Regions from separate parts of the Mus musculus genome. Here region 2 is linked to region 1. A link is a contact called in public Hi-C data. All regions are on one chromosome and are shown on one strand. The core of a region is the stretch at or near the end of the contact, and the rest is flanking DNA. Distances in the headings are between cores, read along the strand shown.

Region 1 (6,283 bases), core at 236-2,735:
TCTGAGCATTCCAGACTGTGCTGTGAAGAGCCCTCTTAGTGGCCCTGCTGTCAGAGGAGCCCCAAGTCTCCATTCTTGAACAGCTGGCACATTGGTTCGGATTGGTTTGAGACAGACTCTTCCCTACATCGCTCAGGAGCTCCCTGCCTTAGCCCCCCAAGTGCTGGGATTACACACATGTACCACCACTCCTGGCCCGACACCAGTTCTAGAAGATGAAAAGCTAGGCCGGGCGTTTACTTCACATCCATAAAGGGGAAAAGTGGGATGTTAGCTAGGATTTGCACTCTGCTTGGTTGGCAAGTTGGTTTCATATAAGCAGTTTCATTCATTTGTTGAGTTCTTCCTGCCTGGGCCTGTGCACTCCCCTCCACAGGGACCTGTGTGGAAGCTGTCTGCTGGTGACAAACGAGCAGAACTTTGTTTATTTTGTGGGAGGGTAGTGCTAGGCGTCAGATCCAGACCTCATACATGCCAGGCAAGTGCTCCACCAAGAGCTCCATCCCAGCCCTCAGTTTGCTTTATATTTTGACAGGAGCTTGCCATGCAGCCCAGGCTGGCTTTGAGTTTAGGGTGCTCTTGCCTCAGTCAGCTGCTGCTCCTTCCTTCCTTCCTTCATCTTTCCTCCTCCTCCTTCATCCTAACCCTTCTCTTCCTCCTCTTCCTCCTCTTCTGCTCTGAACCAGCCTTAGACTGTGGGCCTCTTGGTGTCACCTTCCTGGTGCACATGAGTCTGGTCTGTGAGTGGCAGGTGTGTCACAGTGTTAGCCTCAGACAGTAGCCGGAGTGGATGTTTACTGTGTCAGACAAGGCCTTGACTCATCATGAGCCAAACAAGAGAAGCATCCCTCAGAGGACCATTTGTGCTGGAGCTGAGCATCTGCCATGTGAAGCTGTCACACTGGCAAGTTGGCAAGTGTATGCTGCCATTCATGGTCAGATGAGGTCATTCTGTGTCTACATCTCCAGCGGGACATGGGAACAGCAATTCTGCTATTTACACCACTGTGCACACCACCGTGTGCGGGTGTGTGTGTGGGTGTGTGAGTTGGGGCGGGGTCTCCTAAAATCCTGATAACTTCTCATCAGCAGAACATTCAAGAAGGGAGAGCCTCTGAGAAGAGGAGAAGGCAACTTCTGTTTGTTATCTCTGGTCAGAAGCCAGGAAGGAGATCTCAGCTCCTTGTCCAAGTCCAACTTGAGAGTGCTAGTTGAAGGGATGGCTTGCTGAGTCAGTGGTCCTGGGGCCACAGGCTCAGGAGCCAGAGCATCAGGCAAGAGGCAGCACAAGGGCTCTTTATGAGGAGCAGGAGGCCTGGACAGGCCCTACAGGGGAGCCTGGGCCTCCCTGCCCTCAGCCTGGCCTCCCAGCTGGCCGCAGCGCCGGGGCTGCATGGCAGAGCTTGCCTCTCCTTGCTTCAGAGAGCCCACTGCCCCACAGCACGGATGACTCAGTGTCTGGCAGGCAGAAGCTGCTTTGAGCCTTTTCCTTTCCCTTTTGTTCAGCCTGGAGTGGGGGAGGTCAAGGCCTTGTCATATCCAGCAGGAAGATGCTGTGACCCCTTCCCTTTGGCAAGCCGCCATCGGCAAATGGGAGGGACCGTCATAGGCCTGGCCCCTCATTGTCTTTCAGCTCCGTGCCCCTGTTCTTTGAGAGGAGCTACTGCCCTTATTTAGATGGCCTAGTGTAGTCTGTGGGAGACACGGTTGCACTTCACTGCTGGCAGAGTCTGATCTGTAACCTTTTGTAGTCCACACTTCTGTTCTCTCAGGCCATGCATGTAGTGAGGTGAAGAGTTCAGGGGTGTGTGTGTGTGTGTGTGTGTGTGTGTGTGTGTGTGTGTTGTATATGTTACAGAGTATATTTGTGCACGTGTGTACACATACATGTAGAAGCCAGAATGTTAACATTGGGAATTTTATTCTCTCTCTCCATCTTAGCTTTTGAGCTTAGCTTTTAAGACAAGGTCTCTCTCTCCCTCCCTCTCTCTCTCTCTCTCTCTCTCTCTCTCTCTCTCTCTCTCTCTCACAGACAAGGTGTCTCTCACACAGAGACAAGCGCTCTCTCTCTCTCACACACACACACATGAGTGGGAAACTATGTGACTAAACCATCTTTCTACTTTTAACTTGCTTTTTGACTATGGCCAAATTAACATCTAAACTTTGGTTTCTTCAACTGAGAAAAAAAGGAGATTTTACTGAACCCTGTGTGTATGTGTGTGTATGGTGTAGTACTAGGGGGATAGGGTCAGGACTTGGCATGCTAGACAAGCATTCTCACACCAACCTGAATTTTCAGCCATGGCTTTGGAGACAGAGTCTCACTACGTAGCTCAAGGTAATCTTGTGCTCTTGATTCTCCTGCCTCAGTCTCCCTAGTGTTGTGACCACAGACCTGTTGCCACCACTTTTGTTAGCAGCCCCAGCTTTTCATTTGTTTGTTTGGGATGTTGCTGGCCCAGGTTCGTTCATGTGTTCACTCTGTAACCAGGCTGGCCTCAAATTCAGAGATCCACCTGCCTCTGCCTCCTAAGTGCTGGGATTACAGGTGTGAGTCACCGCTGCCCAGCTCCGGGTTTTCATATCTTAACACAAGGATGTTGGAGGCTTGAACTGCTGAGTGGTTTGGTTTCCAAGTCTTTGCTTTATTTGGGAATGGGGTAAAAGTCCAGGGGCTTTCCAGACACAGCTGAAGAGACAGGTGCTGGCTCACAGCTAGGACTTCCCAGCAGACGATTGGGTTTGCTGACTGTTTAGTAGGAGCTAAGCCAGTGGGTGTGTGTAGGTCCTTCTCTCTGCTTGGGGGTGTCTACACAGGTACTAGACAGTGGACAGTTTGGGGTCATTAAACTAGGAAAGGGGAAATGTCTAGCATAATCAGCCTTGAAAAGTACACATTGAACTGACAAAATGGCTCAGTAGGTAAAGGTGCCACTCAGGCCCTAGAGCCAACTCCTGATGGTTGTTTATCGTTCTCTCTCTCAATCTCTCTCTCTCTCTCTCTCTCTCTCTCTCTCTCTCTCTCTCTCTCTCTCGCACGCGCACACACACACACACACACACACACACACACACGTTAAGAAAGCCAGACATTGTGACACACACCTTTAATCCAGCTTTCAGGAGGAAAGAGATCTCTGAATTCAAAGTCAGCCTGGTCTACATAGTGAATTAAAGAAGCCAGAGCTATATGGTGAGACACTGTCTCAAAAAAACAACAACAAAAAAGAGTCTCTAAAGTGTTTTAAAGGGGTAAAGACGTGTGACTTTATGCAGTAACCAGGACCTCTGAGGCTCGAGGCACTGCTGGGGCTGAGAGCACTGGGAGTATGACATTCTCTTTTATAGCTCATAGTTCCTTACCTCTAAATACTCCTTCCCATGGCTGGATAACTACAGCCACACTGTAGCAACTGAGAGCCACAGATGCCTTTCCTCAGGTAGTATAGCACGTAGGAGCAGTCCAAGTCCAGGTGTCATCTGTGCCCTCATCTAGGTGTGTGACTGACATTGCCATGTTCTTTTAGCTGCCAGGAAAAAGACCTTTCTCAGCTGTTCCTCGGTACCCAACACCCTTGAGGAAGGCCTCCAAAGCCCTTGTGCACACCACTGTGCTGTCTCACCAACTCTGAGTCACTACTGCACTGAGTAGGGACTCTCCTTCCTCCTGCTGATGCTACCACCTAAGCTAGCGAACAGAAATGTCTAACAATCGTCAGCCTTGAAAACATACACACTGCTGCCAACCATGAGACACCCTGGTCAGAGGAGGGGACAGTGTTCCTGAGGATGACACCCAAGACTGTCGTTCAGCCTTTGCCTTCATGCACACTCAAACACACACACACACACACACAACTCTCTCACGCACCTAAAACCCCATATAAGGACTCTTCCTTCCTTCTGCTTATGCTACTGTCTGAGTAGAACTAACAGGGAATGGCCTAGGCTGTGAGCTGTCACCACTGCCCAGCCTGCTGGGATGACATGGTGGAGCCACTGTGATCCAGCAGCTTCCTGCCTTTGTGTTGAGGGAGGAGACGGGACCAGGAGAGGGGAAAGTCAGCACAGGGGCTTGACCCACTTGGTCTCTTGAAACGCTGTCCTTGCAAGCCAGGTGGGACAGCTCTGTGAGGAGCACAGGTCGCCTAGAGAGGTGAGAACTCGTTTCTGAGCCTTAGGTGCCTCTTTCCACCTCAGAGCTTGACTGCCAACCACCAGGGCTGCCTTGCTGCTTATTGTGGGGGCTGATACAGGGAAACTTGAGTGCTGCTGTCCCTAGAACAGAATCCTCTCCTTTGAATCATCCCTGTGACCTTCCCTCCACTGCAGGAAGGAAGTGACTGTTCACCTCTTCCTCTGGGCCATCTGGGACAAGGGACAGAGAAACAGACAAACAAGAGCTGGGCTCTGTGTGTACATCTGCTGTCTCAGCACAGAGAAGGCTGAGGCAAGAGGATCACGAGTTGAGGCTAGCCTAGGCTGCATCATAAGACCTATCTCAGAGGTTTTAAAACTAGAACAACAAAAAATAAACCACACTTAGAGGCTGATGGCCCCTGTTCTCAACCTTTTGTCAGAAAGTCACAAGCTATAATGGGTGCCCTGTCATGGCCTGAAGACCCACTTGTGATATGGCCTGGGTGGCAGTGTATTTGCCTCACAAGCATGCAGACCTGAGTTTGAGCCCCAGAACCCACATAGGAAACCATGTGGTGGCACATGTTTGTAATCCCAGCATCTGTAGGCAAAGACAGGAGAAACTCTGGGGTGCCTTGCCAGTTAGCCTAGTTGATTATCTCTAGACCACTGAGGAGCCAAGTGTCAGAGAATGGCTCCCAAGACTGTCTTTTGTGGGCCCCCACACACACACAGAGAAAGGGGACATGCAGGCATGTGCATGCATGTACAACATACACGCATCAGATAAAAGAAAATTTTTTGTTTCAGTGCCATCTTGTTGCACGTGTGTATGACCTTGCTTTTTTACACTTCTGTGAGACTGTACAAAGTGAAGGCACCTGTCAGAGTAAGGCTCTTGTGGAATTTAGAGAGCTACACGCTTTGGGATTCATGGAGGAATTGTTTTCCAGCCTTCAGCTTGCTTTCCCCTACCCCTTTCCCTTCCTCCATTTATTTTGTGTGTGCATGCACATAGGAACATGCATGCTATGACAAACATGTAGAGTTAGAAGACAACCTTGTGGAGTCAGTTCTCAGTTTCTGCCTACATAGGACTCAGGTATCAAACTCAGGTTGTCAGCCTTTGCAGCAAGTGTGCTTACCACTGGGCCATCTGGCCAGCCTAGCCTTTGATTTCTAACGGAAGCTTCGTGTGCTGTTTTCATCGCACTCCTTTCATCACACTCCGTGTTGCTCCCTCTCTCTAGGTTGTTGGTGACCTAGAAGCCGGTCTCCTCTCCGGCCCTGTGAGTGCCACTGCATTCAGTTACCCAGCATGCCTAGAGGGCAGGGCCATGAGTGCTGCACACAGGGATGGGCACTGGCCCTTCAGTGGCTCAGTTTGTGTCCAGCAGGAGACTCATCTCCAGAGTCTCCTCATTCTGTGTCATGAATCATACAGAGGCTTCTAGAAGCTAGATTGCCCGTCTTTCCTTGTCCCCTCTCCTCAGGACTTAGTGTCTTTACAGACAGCACCTGAAGCCCTTGGGCCATGTGTGTCAGAGGCAAAACTGTGCCCCAGTCAGGATTTTACTTCTCGCCCCAGCCCTTGCTGCTGGTGTGGCCTGGAGACAGGATCCACCATCTGCTCCAGAGAGCTGCAGGAAGGAAGCACATGAAGAAGACTTTAGCTCTGGGCTACAGTGTGGCCATGATGGCCTTGGGCTTTGCTTGTTCTAAGTCAGGGTCTTTCCTATCTCAGGCCAGCCTCACACTGGCACTGCAGCTAAGAGAGCCCTGGAACTCCTGATCCTCCTGCCTCCCCTTCTCAGGTGATAGGATTGCAGGTGTGCACACCAGCCAATTTGTGTAGTGCTCTGTGGGCCTCAGCCTGCATCCTCAACAAACACTCTAGCAACTGAGCCGCAGCTCCAGCCTCAAACCGGTTGGTTGGTTTGTCTGTTTCTCTTCCTTTTTTTTAAGTTGTGGAGTTTGGGAGTTATTTTTGCTTGATTGTTTTGTTTCTCTGAAACAGGGTGTTGCTCTATAAGCCTACCTAGATTGGTATTCACTCTGTAGCTCAAGTTGGCCCAGAACTTGTGATAATCCTCCTGTCTTAGCTTCCCAAGAGCTGGGATTATAGATGTGTATCACCGCA
Region 2 (6,399 bases), core at 2,290-4,789, 74 kb before region 1:
CTCTCACTTCCATAGACATGCCCTCCCTACATACACACACACACACACACACACACACACACACACACACACACACACACACACACCATTAATTAATTAGTAAAGCTAAAAAGTTGAAAGAAAACTGGAAATGTAGCTCAATGGTAGAGCTCCTGCCTAGAATCCCCCAGTGAGGGACTGGGGTGTGGCTCAGTGGTAGAGCACCTGCCTAGAATCCCCCAGTGAGGGGCTGGGGTGTGGCTCAGTGGGAGAACCCCTGCCTAGAATCTCCCAGTGATGGGCTGGGGGCGTGGCTCAGTGGTAGAGCACCTGCCTAGAATCCCCCAGTGAGGGGCTGGGGTGTGGCTCAGTGGTAGAGTCCTTAGTTAGAAAGTACACAAGCCAGCATCACAAAAAGAGACAGACGGACAGACAAAAGCTTTGGGGTTTTGTTGTGTTTTTTATTTTTTGTTTATTTTTTGTTTGTTTGTTTGTTTTCTGCACTGTAACTTAATTGGTCCTTGCTGGTGCAACTTCCTGGAGGCAATGTTCAAGGGTCTGGGTTTGAAGGCCTGGCTGTCTGCATTGGAATCCTGGCTCTACCAACTGCTAGCTGTGGGCTCTCTCTCTAGCACATGACCAAACCTCGATGTTTTCCTGTTTCTCATCTCAAAAGTGGGAACAGTATGACCATAATACAGGAACAACAGCGAGAACAATAAACGTGACATACAGAGCTGGAGAGCTGGCTCAGTGGGAAAAAGACCTTGCTGCACAAGAAAGATGACCTGAATTTGATCCCTAGAACCCACAATAGAAGAAAATTTCACACAGTTGTCCACTGACCACCATGTGCTTGCACACACACACACACACACACACACACACACACACACACCTTAAAGCACTAACATATTTTCTTCCTACTATATAAAAACAAAACCAACATTCAACAATGTAGCCTCTCACTCAAAACAAAACACTGTCCATAGATCAGGAGGATAGTAACCATCTTCTGACCCTAAAACCTCTTGGGATTCCTTCCTAGCACAGCATTCCTCTACACCACAATTTCTTCATCATCCTTTCTGCCTCCACATGAGCCCACCCTCTCCAGTCCTTCAGCCCAGCTCACAACTGGGCCAGTGGTTGCTCTTACCTCTGGACCTTAACTACTGTTGCTTCCTAGGCCAGAAAACAATCTGTGATACTTAAGTCTTAATTGTCAATGCACCTAGAATGAGGTCTACAATGGGGCGTGTCTGTAGGGACTTATCTTAATTGTCTTAATTGATATGGGAAGACCCACCCACTATGGGCAGCACCATTCCCTAGGCAGGGGCCCTGCCCTGTATAAGAATGGAGAAACCAAGCTAGCACAAACCACAAACAAGCAAGCAAGTAAGCACGCCTGCATTCATTTCTCTCTGCTCTCTGGGTATCTTGACATCTCTGCCTTGACTTACCCACAATTATGGACTGTGGCCTAAGATTGTAAGCTGAAATAAACCCTTTTCTCTACTAATGTGTTTTTGTCAAGGTATTTTATCATAGAAACATAAATAAAATTAAGACACCATCTCCCTCCAATTCTTTCCTTTCAAACTCAGCTTCTCCAGAGAAGCATTACTTGAGTCCATAGCAGCAAAGTGGGCCCAACTACCATCATCTTCCATCCAGTTTGTGAGTGAGAGAGCAGATGGATAGATAGGTGGATGGGTGGATTGGTGGACTTCCAGGATTCTCATTTTGGGCTCCTTTTTCTTTCTTTCTTTTTCTATATTTTTTATTAGGTATTTTCTTCATTTACATTTCAAATACTATCCCAAAAGTCCCCTATACACTCCCCCTCCTTTTTCTTTTTAAAGAGACAGATGTCTTTTTTCCCCCCCCAAAGGTTTTATTTATTTTATGTATGAGCACACTGTAGCTGTCTTCAGACACACCAAAAGAGGGCATGGGTTCTCATTACAGATGGTTGTGAGGCACCATGTGGTTGCTGGGAATTGAACTCAAGACCCTAGGGGAAAAAAGTCAGTGCTCCTAACCACTGAGCCATCTCTCCAGCCCTCATTCTTGGCTCTTAACAAACTTGAGAGTATACGTATGAACATATTTTGTCTGTCTCCCTGAGTTCATCCACGAGAGAGAGACTGCGTCCATCAAGGTGAGGCTGGTGTCCCTGAATTCCAGCACTGCATGGAAGATGGGTGAAGGCCAGAGGCCAGAGGAATGAGTGGGTGGACAGAAGAATTAGTGTGTGGGTGGGTGGGTACAATACGAGGGAGAGTGGAGGCATGGATGTGTTGGAAGAGGGAGGGAGGGAAAGACGGATGGATGGACAGATAGTGGAGGGAATAGTGGATGGACAGTGTTATGTGACTTTTCCTGGGGAGACATGAACTAACGTTCCTTCATCCCAGATAAGAGACTGATGATAAGCCAAAGAAACTGGTCCACCCAAGCCTGTCTTGGTAAACCAATGTGTATATTTGGGGCTACTTACAGGAATAGGTAAGGGATTGCTTTATTTACAGAGGTGTGGGTGACTCAGGCAGCTGCATCACTTAAAAGACCATCTCAGCACAGATGAAGTCTCACAAGAGCTACATGCCTAGAGTTCCCTACATGACTTGAAGGCATCCAGACATATTGCAGTCTCCTCTCCAGGAGTAACTACCATTTGTATAATATTGGGGAGGGGTGTTAGGAATCTTCTAAGTTTCAGGAGTTTCCTGAGAGTGTCCTGCTTCCCTCCAAAGGGAATGTTTCAACTGGGAGGAAATAGCCACGCATTGGTTGTTTGGTAGGTAGATGGGTGGGTGGGTGGGTGGGTGGGTGGGTGGGTGGGTGGGTAGGTGAATGAGTGACTGACAACTGAGTGGCTGGATGGATAGATGGATAGGTGGGTCAGTAGATGGGTGAGTGGGCATATGGCTATGGATGGATGATGGATGGATGGATGGATGGATGGATGGATGGATAGGTGAGTGGATGGATGGATGGATGGATAATTGAGTTGGTAGATGGATAGGTAGATGGGTGGATCAGTAGTGGGGATGAGTATGTAAAATGATGAATTGGTAAATGGATGAGTGAATAGGTAGATGGATGGATGGATGGATGGATGGATGGATGGATGGATAGATGGTATGAATAGATAGTTGAGTTGGTAGATGGATAGGTGGATGGGTGGATCAGTAGATATGTGAGTGAGTAATTGAATGGCTGATGTATGCATGGAAGGATGGATGGATGGATAGGTGGATGGATGGGTGGATGGATGGATGGATGGATGGATGGATAGCAAGTTGAGGCCTTGATCGTATTGATAGAGGCCCTCCCTCTGGAATGGGTCTGTATTTTTAGAACTGGACATGAGGATGCTATGGAGCACTGCCAGCACATTTTGGAGAGACAATCACTGCCTTGTTTGTTCTAAAGTCAGCACATTTTTTTAAGGAAGCACTGGTCATGAAACCTGGACCCCATACTCAGAAGCACTTCGCTGTCTGTTTCTGTTCCATTGCTTGGGTGCTGTGGCTTCCTCCACATGAAGCATGTGTCTGGTATGGCCTCCACCCTCGGCCACGCTTCCCTATTTGAATCTAGATTCGAATCACTTGTCCCCCAACCCCAGGAAGAGAATATTTATAGAAATGAGAGGCAGTTTTTGTGGAGCAATTCAGCAGATTTGGACAACTATATGACTTCATCTCAGGCTCTGAGCAAGGCTCACACATCATAGACTGCTCTAAGTTACTGTCTTACTGAGGGCAAGTTACTGTGGGTAGAAACTTCCATAGAACATTTAACAGTAGGCTCCATATGGAATCTCTGGTGTCCTTTGGGAATGCTGAAGAAATCTTGTGTCAAGTCTCTGTCTGTCTCTCCCTCTCTGTGTGTATGTGTGTGTGTGTATGTGTGTGTGTGTGTGTGTGTGTGTGTGTATGCACATGCACAAACACACTCATTTGTATTAATGTGGACTGCATCCACATTAATGGCATGTGTGCAGAGGTCAGAAGACAACTTGCTGATCAACAAGCCGCAAGGACCCACCAGCCTGTCTGCCTCCCCCATCTTGCCAAAAGTGAGAATCTGGGGCACATGCCACCACAACCAGCTTCTCACACGGGTTCTGAAGAGTGACAGTCAGCTCTTCATGGTTGGGAGACACGTACTCCGCTGACAGAGCCATCTCCCCAACCCAACAAGTCGTCTAACACGGACTGATAGGTCCCATTTTATGAGTTGGTTTAGCTGGGCCATGGCACCCCGCTGACGTCACTCTGCATCCAGCCATCTAACCTGATGCTTCTGTGAGGCTGTGCCTGGGTGGGATGTGCATTTAAATCAGTGGGCTTAGAGAAAGGCACAGTGCCCATCCTGAGGCTGGATCACATCTGGCCAGCTGAAAGCTTGAACAGAGCAGACTGACTTCCCTGAGAAAGGACAGTTTCTCCAACAGATGCTTTTGGTCTTGACCTACAACATCTGCTCTTCCGGATCTCCACCCTGCTGGCCCACACTGCAGATGTTGGACCTCACAGCCTCCACAATTCTATAAACCAATGTCTTTAAAAAAAATTCCTTTGTGCATGTATACACTCTTCCTCTCTCATACATTCCCTTAGAGAACTCTAAGGCAGGAGTTTATTCCAGACCCCACAGATTTCTAGCTGACCCTGACATCGGATTGTGTGTTAGTTATTTTTGTGTCTCTGTGATCAAAAGACCTGAGAGAACAACTTAAGAGAAGAAAGGTTTGTTTGGGCTCATGGATTCAGTAGGTTTGGTGCATTTTTACTAAGTCCCACCAGCTTGGTTGTTTTTGAACTTTTTGCTTCATGCCCAACAGAAAAAAAGGGCATACAGAAAGGGGCCAGGAAGCTGATGAGTGGATGGTTATGTGTGGGTTTTTAGTGGGTGGGTGAATGGATGGATGGGTAGGTAGTGGAGTAAAAGGATGGATGGATGGATGGATGGATGGATGGATGGATGGATGGACAGGTGGGTAGGAGGAATAAAAGGATGGATGGATGGATGGATGGATGGATGGATGGATGAATGGACAGGTGGGTAGGAGGAATAAAAGGATGGATGGATGGATGGATAGATGGGTGGATGGATGGATGGATGGACAGGTGGGTAGGAGGATGGATGGGTGGATGGATGGATGGATGGATGGATGGATGGATGGACGGACAGGTGGACAGGTGGGTAGGAGGATGGATGGGTGGGTGGGTGGATGAATGGATGGATAGATGGAAGGATGGATGGATGGATGGATGGATGGATGGACAGGTGGATAGTAGGGTGGATGAATGGTTAGGTGAATGATTGGGTGGATGAATAGGTAAATGTCATGGCAGATGGATGAATGGGTGGGCAGGTAGGTGATAGATGAGTAGATAGAATGTATATGGTGGGATAATGTTGCAGTAAATCTCCAACCCCAACAAGCCTGTGTAAGGAGCACACAACTCAGTTATAGTGTTTATAAGCTGCACTCCTAGATTGGGCAGATTTACCACTACACTACTCTATTCTCCAGCTATAAGATTCCCTTGCTACTTAAGGCTTCTCCAGACCACGTGGTTCTGCTCCATCTTCCTTCCACCTCCTCTTCCTCTGACTTCCTCTGTTTCCTCAGTCTCCTCATCTGCCTCTCTCCTCCCTTTCTTCACACCCCCTCCAAAACCTCCAGCCCCACCTTTCCCTTCCACTGCTCAATCACAGGCTCTAGTCTTTATTTGACCAGCTAAAATGGGGAGAGTTCACATGAGTTTACCTGAGTATACGATACACTCCTAGTAAGGGCAGCCCCTCTTGAGGAAGTGGAATTAACATCAAAATACAAACAGCACCAGGGCAATCTACAACAGGATAATTCAAAGGATGGACAGGTAATTGAATGGATAGATGAATATAACAGATGGATGGATGGTTAGATGGGTGATTGGAGGCATTGGGTAGATGGGTGGAGGGATGGAGAAGAGACAGACAGAGAGAAGTGATTGGGTGGGTGGATGGATGGACGGCTGTATGAATAGATGAGCAGATAGGTCTATATCATTATTGGATGGATGAGCAAGTGGGTAGATGGGTGGATGTGTGGGTAGATTGGCTAGATGGGTGGATGTTTAGAGAAGCAAATAGGTAAATGGATACACAAATAGATTGGTAAATGGATGGATGGATGGATGGATGGATGGATGGATGGATGGATGGATGCAAGTGCTCAATGCTCAAAAGAGGACATTGGATCTCTTGGAGATGGAATTACCCGTGGTTTGTTAGCCACCTAATATGGATACTGAAAAACAAACTCAACTTCTCCGGAAAAACAACATGTACTCCTAACAGACGAATCATCTCTCTAGCCCCACTGTTGTGATATTTACTATTCTTTGAAAG

What was found. A called contact is a pair of places that touch in the nucleus more often than the background predicts.
Region 2: a contact with region 1 is called in a Hi-C map of bone marrow-derived macrophages, with 86 read pairs. The contact joins two enhancer-like sites. A contact is called at or near these places in 2 of 39 promoter capture datasets (both in liver), 2 of 15 datasets of contacts at CTCF or cohesin (large pre-B cells and pro-B cells), 30 of 484 Hi-C or Micro-C datasets (the 3T3-L1 cell line, 3T3-L1-derived adipocytes, the BV-2 cell line and 17 more), 12 of 115 datasets of contacts at active chromatin or transcription factors (the HPC-7 cell line, bone marrow-derived macrophages, cardiomyocytes and 6 more) and 2 of 9 other capture datasets (liver and pancreatic islet).

The regions. Positions count from the first base shown.
Region 1 is chr5:140,763,148-140,769,430 of GRCm38.p6, reverse strand. All of the region lies in intron 2 of Gna12 (guanine nucleotide binding protein, alpha 12), which reads left to right. Among named protein-coding and RNA genes, the nearest start is that of Gm30745, 17 kb to the right of the region's middle. Within about 2 kb of position 1,485, at least 207 of the 459 cell types and tissues checked have an H3K27ac peak or open chromatin away from gene starts, as enhancers often do. A contact at or near this core is called in bone marrow-derived macrophages and microglia, where this site is marked.
Region 2 is chr5:140,839,296-140,845,694 of GRCm38.p6, reverse strand. No RefSeq gene overlaps it. Among named protein-coding and RNA genes, the nearest start is that of Gm30804, 10 kb to the left of the region's middle. Within about 2 kb of position 3,539, at least 11 of the 459 cell types and tissues checked have an H3K27ac peak or open chromatin away from gene starts, as enhancers often do. A contact at or near this core is called in bone marrow-derived macrophages and microglia, where this site is marked.